Regions from separate parts of the Mus musculus genome. Here all the other regions are linked to region 5. A link is a contact called in public promoter capture Hi-C data. All regions are on one chromosome and are shown on one strand. The core of a region is the stretch at or near the end of the contact, and the rest is flanking DNA. Distances in the headings are between cores, read along the strand shown. Region 1 holds the start of Crybg3 (beta-gamma crystallin domain containing 3). Region 2 holds the start of 4930461C15Rik (a long non-coding RNA gene). Region 3 holds the start of Riox2 (ribosomal oxygenase 2). Region 4 holds the start of Cldnd1 (claudin domain containing 1). Region 5 holds the start of Nsun3 (NOL1/NOP2/Sun domain family member 3).

Evidence for each region. Promoter capture Hi-C pulls out the DNA fragments that hold promoters and counts their contacts.
Region 1: a promoter capture Hi-C map of pre-B cells shows a contact between it and region 5. The contact joins the promoter of Crybg3 here to the promoter of Nsun3 in region 5. A contact is called at or near these places in 3 of 39 promoter capture datasets (cranial neural crest, frontonasal cranial neural crest and pre-B cells).
Region 2: a promoter capture Hi-C map of pre-B cells shows a contact between it and region 5. The contact joins the promoter of 4930461C15Rik here to the promoter of Nsun3 in region 5. A contact is called at or near these places in 2 of 39 promoter capture datasets (cranial neural crest and pre-B cells).
Region 3: a promoter capture Hi-C map of pre-B cells shows a contact between it and region 5. The contact joins the promoter of Riox2 here to the promoter of Nsun3 in region 5. A contact is called at or near these places in 5 of 39 promoter capture datasets (the 3T3-L1 cell line, the HPC-7 cell line, cranial neural crest and 2 more) and 1 of 484 Hi-C or Micro-C datasets (CD4 T cells).
Region 4: a promoter capture Hi-C map of pre-B cells shows a contact between it and region 5. The contact joins the promoter of Cldnd1 here to the promoter of Nsun3 in region 5. A contact is called at or near these places in 4 of 39 promoter capture datasets (cranial neural crest, liver, pre-B cells and 1 more) and 2 of 484 Hi-C or Micro-C datasets (CD4 T cells and pre-B cells).

What each region holds. Positions count from the first base shown.
Region 1 is chr16:59,599,770-59,602,469 of GRCm38.p6, reverse strand. Crybg3 (beta-gamma crystallin domain containing 3) reads left to right here and starts at 1,423. Exons shown (of 22, transcript NM_174848.4): 1 at 1,423-1,725. The coding sequence starts at 1,577.
Region 2 is chr16:58,407,247-58,409,946 of GRCm38.p6, reverse strand. It overlaps 4930461C15Rik (a long non-coding RNA gene), which reads left to right and starts at 1,416. Exons shown (of 4, transcript XR_384912.2): 1 at 1,416-1,775. Dcbld2 (discoidin, CUB and LCCL domain containing 2) reads right to left here and starts at 1,412. Exons shown (of 16, transcript NM_028523.3): 1 at 996-1,412. The coding sequence starts at 1,191.
Region 3 is chr16:59,470,444-59,473,143 of GRCm38.p6, reverse strand. It overlaps Riox2 (ribosomal oxygenase 2), which reads right to left and starts at 1,369. Exons shown (of 10, transcript NM_025910.3): 1 at 1,199-1,369.
Region 4 is chr16:58,726,472-58,729,171 of GRCm38.p6, reverse strand. Cldnd1 (claudin domain containing 1) reads right to left here and starts at 1,262. Exons shown (of 6, transcript NM_171826.3): 1 at 1,088-1,262.
Region 5 is chr16:62,785,382-62,788,081 of GRCm38.p6, reverse strand. It overlaps Nsun3 (NOL1/NOP2/Sun domain family member 3), which reads left to right and starts at 1,366. Exons shown (of 6, transcript NM_178925.3): 1 at 1,366-1,411; 2 at 2,185-2,294. The coding sequence starts at 1,400.

The DNA.
Region 1 (2,700 bases), core at 174-2,673, 3.2 Mb after region 5:
ATCCTAGAATCTAGGATTCAAGAACCTGCTATTGTATGTCAAGACTCTAGGGTACAGGAAATCTAAAAATCTAAGTATTGGAAAAGCAAACATTCAATACCAAGAACTTTCCATGCCGTGAGCCTAATACTTCTGCATATACCTAGGAGACCAGTTGTAAAGAAACATTAATACGTGGACTACTATAACATTTTCCTATCAGCTAATTGAGAGAAATAGTATTATTGAAAATCAGAATTTGCCTCATAATCTTATTGACGCCCAGACACTTTTATCCCCAGACAGACTCCTTGCCTGGACCCTCTGTGCCAACACTGAGGTGTAGGACCACTTTTTGTCACAGGGCAACAGGGGGAGGCAACTGCTAGTCAGCTAACATTGCGTTGGGGAGGCACATTATTCTCCAGGCCCTGTAGCTGCATGGAAGAATTTGCTTGTCCATCTGTATCTGATCCTAATTTTTTTCTTACTCTCATACTCCTAGTTTCAGATCCAGTTGACAGATTAAAATGCCTCAAAGGGGTAGCTGTGGGTCCGCGGGAAGGCTCCTTAACCGGCACTATGATTCCTTGGGGCCGACAGGTAGACGTTCAACCTCCTCACTTCTCCAGCCAGCCACAGACAGCTATCACCCTATTTTCATGTGATTTGCCCACATAACATTTTTAGTTACTAAATGTCCCACTGTTATCTTGAACTTCATACCTCTGGAGTTTGACTTCAGACAAACTATAACAATACACCTGGGGCGAATATGGCTCTGTGTGCTTTCTCTGTTAGCAGCTCCGCTGTATAAAGTCATTTTTATCATAACCAGATATTCGTTTTAAACTAATGTTAAGGGCCTTTGGCGTTCCAGAATACAGGAGTATCTGCGCAACAACCAAATATTTGTTTCAGCATTTTTCTAGTTTGAGTCATACCTGAATCAGATTTGGTTTTGTGATCAGGGACGGTTTTTTTGAAAAAGGATTCTGGGAGTGGCCCACAGGTGAAGGGTGAGCGCTAAAACACACCTGGGTTGGTGGCTCCTCATCTGAGCCAGCTGAAGCAGAAACAAGGTGCTGACAGCAGGACAGATGGGACCTACCCTTGCAGGCTGAAACTGTCTTTAGAAAGGCTGTGCTCAGGTTCCAGGCTGCAGGGCACGCGGGTGCTGCTTCTTGCCAGGTGTTTCCCCAGACTTTAATTGATTACCCTGTTTTAAAACAGCCCTAACTCGGGAAAGGGAAGCAAAGCATTTACAGTTGACTGTTGGCCAAGCCAAGTGGGCTGCGGGCTGGGCTGGTTTGGGCGGGAAGCCGGAGCCTAGCATCCCCAGGCTGCTCCTCCCGGATCTGCACGCTGTGGCCGACAGGGCGGTCGCGGCCACTGGCTCCTCCCGGGGGCGGGCAGCTCCGGGCGCGGGCGGGAGGAGGAGCCGCACGGGGAGCGCTCGTGCCGGCCGGGCTGGAGGAGCCGCGCCGGCGGCCCGGGCCGACTCTCGCTGCGCTCAGCGAGCCAGGGCTGCGGCCACCCTCGCTCCGGCCAGCGGCTCGTCGGGGCCCGCGGACGGCGCGGCCGAGCCGGTGGGGAGATGTCCGGCGGCCGCAGGAGGGGCAGCGCCCCCTGGCACAGCTTCTCTCGGTTCTTCGCTCCGCGGAACCCTTCTCGGGACAAGGAAGAGGAAGAGGAGGAGAAGCCGGGGACCGGCCAGCCGGCGGGAGTGAGCCGGAGTGCAGCCAGGTGGGAGCCGCGGGGGCGCCGTGCGCGCCTTCCTCCGCCGCTCGGGTTTCCTCCGGTCCCGCCCTGGGTGGCTTAGATCTGGGGAAGTTCTTGCTCCCGGCCGGTGGCTTTTCCCGCCGCCATCGGGGGCTCCCGGCTCTGTCCCCTCCACTCCGGGAGGCTCTGAAGCTGCCGAGGGAATCTCGCGCCCCTCCGCGTCGTGCTTTGCCATCTTAAGGTTTTCTCGAAGTGATTCCTAAAAGAGTTGCAATCAGAGCTTTCTGAGACGACATCCAGAATCTGAAGTCTTCGCCAGATTTGTTTACAGTTTAAATGTTGCCGCCCTTCCTCCTTTCTCTCTGTCTCTCTCACTGGGGACATCTGACGGAAGCGCTCCGATTTGGGGAACCAGGGCCGGAGCTGAGAGCTGGCTCAGTTTAATGATTAGTATGTGCACTCTTGCACTCTTTCCATAATCATTTTTCCTCTACTCCTGCTGCTTTAAAGATTGACATTTTAAAAATTCGTCTCATTAAAATGCCCGTTTTTAAATTTCCTTATCAACCCTAAAGGAGAGGTGGTTTCGCTTCTTTCTCCTTTTTTTTTTTTTTTTTTTTTGAGAAGTGAAGCCAACTTCACTTGCACCAGAAGAACCTGTAACCCATGTCCTTGGAAGGTTGCCCTCTAGAGAGCTATATTTACCTCAGACTAAAGACTTGCTGATGGACTTCAAAGAAAAATGGATCGGAAACAACTGACGCTTCTAGTTCCATTACTATTTAGGGTTTGTGATTTGTTGTTAGCCCTTCGTTCTCCTTGCTTTTCCTAATTGTGAATCATTTCCAGTGTAATCACCTGTTAGCATAATACGTCTTTCCAAGAAATGACCAATTATAATTGACTGGTTATTCTACTAGGAAGTTTCAGATACTTTTGGCCTGGTTGTTGATGCTTTTAACATTCGAAGTTTCCCCGTCCTTAATGGTAGTTCTGAAA
Region 2 (2,700 bases), core at 167-2,666, 4.4 Mb after region 5:
CCACGAGAAAGAAAAACACACACATAGATGCCAAAACTTCAGAGGCTTCCACACTCTAAAACAGTAAGCGCTGACTGAAATCTGCCTATTAGACCTCTAAACCTTAGGTTGCTCAGTTTAAATGTGACTATTAAAGAGGACAGTTTACGTTTTTCTCTTAGCGATTACCTCTCACACGTCCATCAAGGCTGCACCTTCCCAAGAGACAATCCCATGACCTTGAAGATATTCCTTACTGACAAAAAGTGCACACAGTGGGAAGCTGAACTGAGAAATGGAAAACGTATTTCAAGAAACTCTCCCTAGCAATTAGTAACAAGAAAAGCCATGGAAGAAATAAAGCCAAACAGAATGTGGTACGCTGCCCAAAGCAGCAACACTAAAAAGTTCAGTCCTGTATTCTCTTTCTATTGTTGATGATTTATCAACCAACAGTTGTTCCCGCTTCTGGAATGGGATTGTAGAAGGAAAAGAAGCTTTGTCACTTTCTGAGAAAGTTTGCGCTTTTGGTAGTGGACCGCTACTCTGGGCCACTTCTGTGTTTGATCAAGACAATCTACAAACCACGGTCCTCAGTAATGGGCAGGTGCTCTGAAGAACGAATTGCAAACGTAAGCAAGGCTCTAGAGAGCACTGCAATTTGCTTCATTCGCGTTAGAACCTGGGCGCTATCCCTAAGAACAGCAATCCCTGCCTGTCTTTAATAAGCTCAAGATGCTTTTTAATTTGCTCCCGACTCCGTCCATCAGTCCAGAAGGAGACAGCAAGGAGGCCTCCACGGCAGGGTCTCATACGTCCCTCTTTCACAGAAATGAATGGCTTTGCGGAAAAGTAAAGCGACACAAACTTGAGACACCGGGCGGCACCACCACCCCGCCCCGGTCCCCGCCACATCAGCCTCGCCAGTGTGGTGTCTCTGCATCTCTGGGTTCGTCGGCAGGTTCCTCCAACAGCCAAGAGCCTCAGGAGGCCGACCGGTGCGGGCCACCACTCACCTTGCTGGCCTCCAGCGTCCTGGAGCAGTAGGAGCAGCAGAAGGAGCAGTCGAGGCCTGGAGGAGGAGTTGCGGCCAGGAGGGAGGGGACAGCAGCCGGCGCTGGGCAGCGCGGCCCGGCCGGTGGCGGCGGGCGCGGCCGGGCCTCCGGGACCCTGGGGGCTGCGCGCGGCTCTCAGCGGCGCCCGGCTCGCCATCGCGGCGGCCGGCAATCCGCCCGCATAGTGCGCGCGCCGCGGAGCCCCGCGCGCCCGGGGCCCGCAGCACCCGGTGAGGACCGGGCGGCAGCGCAGCGCGCCTCGTCCCCTCCGCCCTGCTCCCCGCGCCCGCTTCACCGAGCTTCCCGCCCCGAGACCCCAGGCCGGAGCGCGGCGGATCGGAGGATAGCACCGGGGCCCGAGCTGGAACGCGCTCCCGCCGCGCTCGTAGACCGACCGTCTCTCGGGCGGGCCGGCCCCGCTCTCTCGCCCTCCCTCCCTCCCGCGCGCGCTGGCCACGCCTCCTCCTCATGCTGAGACCAATGAGCGGCCAGATCTGGTCCAGCTCCTTCCGTGCCGTCCAATCATCACGCCGTCTGCTCTGTCGACCTGTTAGCTCCTCTCCTAAAGCTCCACCGCCCCTCATCCGCGTCTGCCAATCGCCCTGGACCTCTGGGAGCGTCCCACCCGCCTCCCTCGATCCGGGTTCGCCCCCAAGCCGGGGCCGGGAGCGGTCCCCGCCCCGCTGAAGAGCCTGTAGTTTTTGGGACCACTGCCCAGAGAGAACCCGCCGAGACTCTCTGGTCAGTGACTTCCGGGACTTCCCCATCCCGCGCTCTCCAGCTTCCCAGAGCCTGCTTGCTCCTGGCTCCTCCCCCGTCGAACATCAGGCCACTGGAAGGGGTGGGATGGCTGGATGCTGGAAGATTTCAGCTGGGAGCTGTATTTAAGGGACTGTTTTTAAATAGCAGAGTATGTTTTTCTTAATTAAAACTGCAGTCAATTGCAGCAACATCTGCGGGTACAATTACAAATGTAGTGTTCAGTTTTTGCAAAGATAGCTTCTAGGACTTTGGAGAGGAAGTATAAAATAAGACCCGTGTTGCTGAGACTATTTAAGTCCACTATCTGTAAAATTGTGCTCAGAGAAGTCCCAGGAATTAGAGCCACTTTATAGATAATTTGCAGGTTTTGGAATGGGGAAGAAATGTCAGTACATCATGCACGTCAGAATGAAACAAGTACAAATTCAAATAATAGGCAATTTGATGGAGTTTTTGAGCAGGCAGTATGGCAGAAGAAAGAGCAGTCTTTAAAGAAGAATCCACAGAACTAGACAGTAGATTTATAAAGAGAAACCATCAGGGATATTTTTAATTAGGGACTCCCTAAAAAAAAAAAAAAAAGTATTGTACCTTTAACAAACAGGGACTTAGTAAGATAGAACAGTTTGCATAGCAAAGGAAGTAACTATAGAGCATCTGTATTACCTTTCAGTTTATGGTGGTTGATTTTTCACAGTATTGCTGCTGTGCCCTGTCCTGCTGATGACTGCCTTTAACAAGCCATAATTTCTGGCAGCTGGGTCTTCTCAACGCTAAGCAACGGATGCTGTACAGCAAACTGATACTGGCATAGGATGTCTACTACCTTGAGTGTATTAAATGTTCCCTTGACTTAACGTGTTCTCAAGTGATGGTGGGTTTATCAAATGTGACTCTTATCATA
Region 3 (2,700 bases), core at 120-2,619, 3.3 Mb after region 5:
TAGCTACCTCTACCTTGCACAAACCTAGCCAAGTATGGCACAAGACAGTTAAGTCAGAATTTTTCTTCACTTTTTCTTCTTAGCAAATTCTCAAAAGCCTTACTCACTAGCTCCCCAAACAAACAAACCCCCCCCCCCCAAAAAAAACCCCATGACCACCACCACTTGGGAAAGACAGGAGGAGGAGGAGGTTTGCACAATTAGGACTATTATTCTGTACAAGTAACCATAGATATCAATACTCACTAGCAGCCCTGGCAGGGACGTCTCTCTCCATGGTAGCAGTATTTTACCAGCAAAGCGTGGTACACGCTAATGTCTAGATGCACACATCAAACCTAGTGGAGTACCACTTCTGATGCTGGAGGCAGAAATCTACATTCACAGAAGTCCTTAATGAACGAATTGTAGGCCCACTAACCTAGAGAAGACTAGATTGAACTTAGCTCAATTAATCACACCTGACAGTAGTTATACACCATGGGCCTGAGAGATGACTCAGGCGGTAAAGACACCTGCTGTCCACTTAGTTTAATTTCTGAGACCCACATACTGGAAGGAAAGGATTCCCTCAAAGTGTCCACCAACCTCCACCGGTACATCATAGCCTGTGTACATCCACACATAAAATAAATAAAGTGGTGAAATACTTTTTAATTATATATTGCTTGTAAGAAAATCACCAGGCTAACTGAAAGCAATTGTCTTCAGCACCCAGAAAAGTTTTCATTAATTCAGAGATGTCTCACTGAATGGCAGTTATGTTTTTTTGCAGCTTTATATAAACAGAATACGAATTATGTGTATTCGGGGGGTCCATGAGGTCACGAAAGATGCAGCCCAAAAGTTCAGAGGCATCCAGGTATTAAAAAGGAGCTGGTGAAACCCAACTCCCGGCGCCGGAAGTTCAGATCATGACCGCTGGTAGACTTCCTGAAACCTGTTTAGTCACTTGTTGGACATCCTGGAGGCAGGCAGGCAGACAGGCAGTCTTCCTCACGTGGAGATAAAAAGGCAACCTACGCTCCAAGTCCCGAGCTGGGCGACAGTCCCCGCGCCCCTCCTCAGTCCGCGACCGTGGTCCCTGCCCCTCCCCGTCTGCGCGCGCAGCCTGGCTCTAGCTCGCCGGCGTGTGCCGCCCGCCACCAGTCCGGCGGTGCACGTGGCCAGGTCCCCAGCCCTCAGCCACCCGGCTCACCAGTTAGGCCCCAGCCCTCCAGAGCTGCACTTCTCAGCCTGACCCGCGTCCCACGCGCTGCACCGGCACGGCCTGTTGCGTGTCTTCCGCAAGTTGACCCAGCTAAGGCATGGAAGGGCGCGACGGCGTGGTCACGTCCAGGGCGGGCTCCCGAGACGCGGCCCCGCCCACGAGACGCGACCCCGCCCACGAGACGCGGCCCCGCCCCGGACTTCTGGCTCCGCCCCCGGACCACATCCCTGCTCCTGCCTACAGCTACAGGCCTTCCCCTGCTCTGGCCTATGAACCTAAAGGTCACAGAACGTGAATGTGCTTTTTATAGTTGCTACCTTCAAATCTGAAGTTAGAGGGAAATCTATAAATTTGGACAGTTCCCTTTATTAACACACACATACAAGAACATGCTTCTTGAGAGAGTGCTTGTACTCCATCGGTCCACAAAAGATCCAAAACCGTCATTGTATATGGCTTTAATATGTATACGATTGTTATTAACTTAACAATTTTTGTTTGTTTGTTTGTTTTTTGAGACAGGGTTTCTCTGTGTAGCCCTGGCTGTCCTGGAACTCACTTTGTAGATCAGGTTGGCCTCGAACTCAGAAATCCGCCTGCCTCTGCCTCCCGAGTGCTGGGATTAAAGGCGTGTGCCACCACGCCCGGGTAACTTAACAATTTTAGTACCAACCATTTTGTTTAGACTTCATATATTTTCATTCCAATCCTTTTAAGTTTTTCTTTATTTTAATGTCTCAAAACTCACACCCAGTGACATACTTCCTCCAGCAAGGCCACACCTATTCCAAAAAGGTCTCATTTCCCAATCCTTCTCACATTGTGCCACTCCCTAATGTCTACACATTCAGATATATCAGCCTATGGGAGCCACTACTCCTTTTTAAACCATCACAATGCCTGAAAATAAGTCTTAGTGCCAAAGTGTTTTGCATACATGCATGTTTTTACACAGTTGGTTATTTATTAGGTAATGGATTAGCAACTGAGTATCCTCAAAGCATTGGGGTCTACAGAGGGGCAAAAGAGGAACAGTCATGAAATCATATATGACAGTAATTAATAATAAAAAAATCTTTGTTTTTTTCTACATCCACATAGAGGTCAAATTATTTTATATGAAGCATAGCACAGTAATATAATGTATATTAACCAAGTAAAACTTATGAAGAATTTCATCAGCACAAGTGGCTACAATCAAAGGAGCTAATGATAATATCATGAGAGAATCAAATAAAAAATACTTCAGAAAAAGTAGGGTAATATTTTGAGTTGATGTGTTGTATAACTTGATGGCCCTTGCGCAATTAATTACTTCGTTGTGAGTTACACTATACACCATCCTTCATATAAATGAACAAGAACAATTAGATTACTTCAATCTCAGCCGAAACGTGACCTAGAATAACATAGAAAGACAGATAAATGATAGATGGTAGAGATAAAAATTCTATCTTCAAAATGAAATATAGATAAATTCTATATTTAGA
Region 4 (2,700 bases), core at 13-2,512, 4.1 Mb after region 5:
TAAAACAGACAACACTGAAAAGGACATACACATTACAGGTACAAACAACAGACATGCCCATGGTCAGCAGTGCAGCGTGCACACCTTAAATGCAGAGTGGATTTTTACACAAGCTATAAACATGCTATGTGTTTTCAGGCTTGTGTGAGAAAAAAGACAGCAGAATAGGAAACGAAGACCCCCCAGCTTTTTTAGTGGGGAGGCTTACAATTATAAATAAGGGCAGAAGTGAGGTGTAAGTTGGAAATCAGAGTTGAAGGTGTTAACCCGAGGGGAAAGTTTAAATGTATGTCATAGCAAAGAGAGCAAAAACACCATGTTAGTTATCAATCTCCTTCAATTCAATTAAAGCTAAGCCAAGCCTCTTGACACAACCGGATTCTTCACTCCTTACTCTCCCCGCCCCCCATTCCATTACACACTTCTCAACCTCCCAAACTGTAATACTGCTCCGTATATCCTAAAATATAGCACAGATCCATAAAAACTAAATAATCCCTACTCGCAAACAGAAAAGTGACTTAGGCAAAATCTGAACACTCCCTAGGCGTGGACAGGGCTCCACGGCGGTAGTAAATGGCCGCGGTAAAATGACTCAAGGCAAGATCACGCTGAGTCAAACCCTGCCAAATGTATGCACACCGTGACAGCACCAAACCCCTCGTCTCAAGCACCCGTGAAAACAGGCTTACAAACTGGGGAGCGGAGTTTGGAAAATGGGGAGTGACTGGGGAAAAGACCGGGGCGACTACAGTCATCAATAGCCCAGCAAGTGCGATTTGTATTCTGATTCTCAAAATTCTCGTCCATCCTGGTGCTCTCGGATGACCTTAAAGGCCGGGTTCTGGAAGCTGCGCCTAGCGCAGTCACCCTGGGCCGCACAGCAGGGCCTGGCATGGGCGGGCGGAGACCGGCAGGGCTGGGCGAGCGCCCTGGGTACCCGAACCCAGCCAGCCCCGGCCCCTTGGCCCGGAGCCCCGCCCCTCCCCGCCCCGCCTGCCGCTCCAGCCCCCGGGCCTGGCCGCGCCAGCAAGGAGCCCTTTCCCCAGGTCGCGAGCCGAGCCGGCCCGCGACCCCGCGAACTCACCGCCCATCCTCTCACTCCACCGGCTTCGCCCTCCAGCTCCGACCACAGCACCCTACTCTCCCCGCGCCTCCTCTGACGTACTTCCCTGCAGAGCCCGCCCCCTCCATAACTCCCGCGCCTCCGCCTCCACCTCCACCCCAGGCCGGGCCAAAGCGGCCCTGGGCCGAGGGGCCTTGTGGGACTTGTAGGAATACTGGAGGAGAAGGGGCTAGAGCCAGAGGAGAGCATGCCTGACGACGCGCGAGGAATTGTGGGGAATGTAGTTCTCTCCGAAGAAAGAACTCTGAAGATCAGTGAGGAAAGCTGAAGTCTTAACTGCGGGATTGTTACACCTCAAAAAAGGAGGGACCAAGCTCCAGAAAGTGATGGGGGAGGATCTTTGGTCAACCATAGTCAAAGGCTTTGATTTAGCCGAGATCTAACGTCGAGTCTTCTGTTTTCCCTACGATAACACCCTACCTCTAAAAATCAGTACTACGGAGTTGATGAACTTTAATGGAACTCTACTCTTCAAATATCAACCCCCCTCCCATTTCCTACATCGTCCCTCCCATTTGAACAACGTGTTCTTCTGTTTTGTTTAAATGTAACTAAGGATCTAACTAAACTAGCATTATAACCTGATATAATTACGTTATTCTTGTTTGAAGAAATCTGTTATTTGCTCTCTACTGTAATCAAGTTCCCTGTTTGTTTCAGTTGTAAAAAACAAAACAAAAAAACAAAACAAAAAAAAAAACCCAACTTGTAAATCCGAAGGATACTAGATTTCAAAAATGTTACTTTAAAGTGTGAATGTAATATGAAATGGAATTTAGAGATCATTTTCAACAGAAAAAGTTGTGGGTAGCCTCGGAGACAGATGGCTGTGTGACATGGAAGCAATGGAATGATTCTAAGCCCTCAAATACTTCACAGGAATTTCTAAACAGGTAGAGAAGATTTTTTTTTTTTTTTTTAAGTTAGAAATCGTTTGCCTTTAGCTTGTGGTTCCGGTTCACCATCACAGGCTGTGTCTGGAAAAGGACTTCTGGCAGAGCCCAGTATCCACAAGGCATGACTAGATTTTCACGGATAGCATCAAATGAAAACGTAATTTGCCTCAGGTGTCATCTTGAAAGCTCGATGAGTGTGTAGAGTCGAATAGTGAATCCACAGTAAGACTTGTGAATGCACTTATGCAGCAGATGTCTTCATCCACCGGCCTTCATGAGACGTCTACTTCCTGAAGTAACTTGTGCAACCAATTCTGGTAAAGAGACATTTTTTAAGAAGAAAAGAAACAGCCTAAGTTTGTAGACAGAGAAACTGAAGCCCATGAAGATGAACTAACTTGGCAAACATCAACACTGAGGTTAGTAAACCAATCTTAAGACACTGGACAATTTACTTCATAATCTTTAAGATAAGATTGCCTTTGGTTTTCAATATATGGACTTTTGAAAATAGAATCTATAGATAAGAAAATGTAAAAAATGTCAGGCAGAGGACCTGAGGATTGTTAAGGAATCATTAAAGCATTATTTACAATTGAATGTCCAGTGTTTGAATAAGATCAGTAGAAGTAGCTTTTTACAACTCCCGATTGTCCCAGATGAAGAGGAGAAGCCTGT
Region 5 (2,700 bases), core at 117-2,616:
AACAGCTAAAGAGTAAATGAATTACTTTTTCTCAAATATAGAACAGGTGTGTATTCATGTAGTCATTTGCATACCAATTATTTTATTTTATACTGAATCAAAATTCTAACACACTATAGATTACTGAGGAACTTACAAAAAAATAACAAACAAACAAAAAATAAAACCAACTAAGCTTTAAATCACATTCGTGTAGAAGACATTTCCTTTGTATAGGATTTGGAGAGTCCAGCACCTACCTATCGCATATCCTATACTGATACTTTGAGCATCGAGTGCCATCTCAACGTGAAGATGCCTAGTTACTATAGGAGACCAAATCATCTCTGAGACATTTCTGGTTTGTTACCAGAGAACAAGGCAAATGCTAATGAGTGGTTATTCCTAACAATGTCAACACTGATGCTTGAAGTAGGCCAGGGCCTTGGTGAGTCCTTCCTGGTCCTTGGGAGTGTGGTCTTAGTGCTTGGTGAAAACAGGTATTATTCAAGTACCAATGATGTGACAGTTCTTATATCAAAGTCCAGCCACCTATAATAAATCAGCCTATTTAAAAAACAAAATTGAAACTGGAAAGCAGAAAAAGGCCGTTTATTCAAGGTGACCACATTGGGAAGAGGAACAAAGACATCCAGTGGAACCCCGTACCCAACCTCCGCCCGTGTCTTTGGCCATTGTCATCCGGGTTCAATCTCACCCTGTTAGAAGACGCTCTGACATTTTAGAGCTGTTGGAAAGCTCTTTCCAGAAGACAAGTTTCCCTATGGCTGTCCCCTCTTTCCTTCTCTCAGCCTGATACTTTGGGTCCATTCTTTCAGAGGCTGATAGATGGAGACCTGAGCATGTCTGGAAATATCTGCATCCCTGTCGAGCTGGCTACAGAGCATGCTAACGGCCAGCCCTCAGCACATGCCCGCAGTCTCAGTGGGGGCAGTCGGTACTTCCGGTGTAACATTTATCACTTCCCAGTTTGAAGATAGAGTGACTCGGGCAAATGTAAGGAGAGGCGCGATTTAATCTTTCTACCGCTTTTCTCATCGCGGGGTTCGGTTTTGTAAACCAGCAATGCCTGTGCATCTAAAACACTGATACAGGTCTTCTCTCGACCCCATGAACAGAGACAGGAAGGGTGACTCTGTAAACCAGCACCCACACTCCACCCTTCGCTCGGGGTTCGCACCCCAGCAGCTCCGGAGTCCCCAGAGAGCTTTGGCTCCGCCTCTTGCAGGACCTGAGTCTCCCGCGAGATTTTTGTCTACAATCTCGCGAGACCGGAAACAGGAACTGCGAGCCAGCCCATCTGTGACCTCCTCGCAGGACCCGGAAGTATGGCGTTTCTTCGTGTTACCCCGCGCGAACTCTAGCGGAGACCCGTAGTTGGCGAGCTCAGGCGGGGACCATGCTGACTCGGGTGAGGCTCTGGCGGTCGAGCGCCCCGGGCTGAAGCCACCGAGAGGCAGGGTGGACTGGGATGGGACCCGCACTGCCCACAGCCCGGAACCGTGCTGAGTGTGTTCCTGGTGCTGCTGCTGTCCCGCGGGCCGGCGACATTGTCACTGCGAGCTTTCTCAGCCCTGGGTGCACCCCGGTGATGAGGGGAGAGCCAGAAAGTTGGGGCGATGCTTATTTCCGTAAATAAACTTTGGAATACTTTTTTCTTTACAGTCTTACTTTAAAAGACAAACAACAACAACAAAACTTTTATGGCTTCTGAATTTTTTTTTTTTTTAGCATAGATTCACCTCTAACACTTGGTAATTACCACTTCGAGAAAAACCATGAAATAATTTTGTTACAAGTAAGGAGTTGATCCAACGGCAGGAACTGACATTTTAAAAATCAGGAAGCCCCACTCCTGACTAGCTATTATTGGCAGTAGCTGGCTTGAGGCCGGGAGAGAGTTGTCTTTGGGGTATGGCTCCACACCCCCATGTGCATAACGACAGCACTAATTGTTCCCGAGTGGATTTTTTAAAAGGACATGAAGTTGGAAGGGGAACACACAGTGGGAGTCTGGGTGGAGTTGGAGTGGTGTGGAGACGTGTTTATTAAAGTATGTTGTAGACAGGTATGGAAGTCTCCACGAATAAGTAGAGATATAAAGAAAATTTAATGTCACTGTCAACTTTCAATAAATATGTGATATCACAGTGTGTTGTCAGCACCTTTTTCTTATCATCATAGCTGAAAGCAAAATCAGAGGGGAAGCTTGCCAAACAGCTATGCAGAGTTGTGTTGGATCAGTTTGACAAACAGTATTCGAAAGAACTTGGGGATTCCTGGAGTACAGTAAGGTCAGTATGGTTCGTCTCTTGATATTTTGTGAGAGGAAAGGGAAGTATGTAGCAAATACCTCCTTGAGAGTGGCACAGTCCAGGAGGGAGGAGGTGACTGTACATTTTATGTGTGAAGGAATCACCTGGCATGTAGAAATGTGGGGCAGATAGTAATGCCCTCTCAAGCACTTGGCTTTTATCTGTAAAATGGGGAGGCACCACATTTTAAAACAACGCTGTAATAAAAATCCTAACTTGGAAGAAATTTAACTTAATGAAATTCAGGTAATACCAAGTCCTTAAAGTCAGTGTTCCTCTATCTTAGCTAAAGTCAGGCTTTATTTGGCAATTATTGTCACCATGCCATCTGTATGTGGAGCACATGTGCACATGGACAGACCAATCTAAATAAGCCTAGCATGCA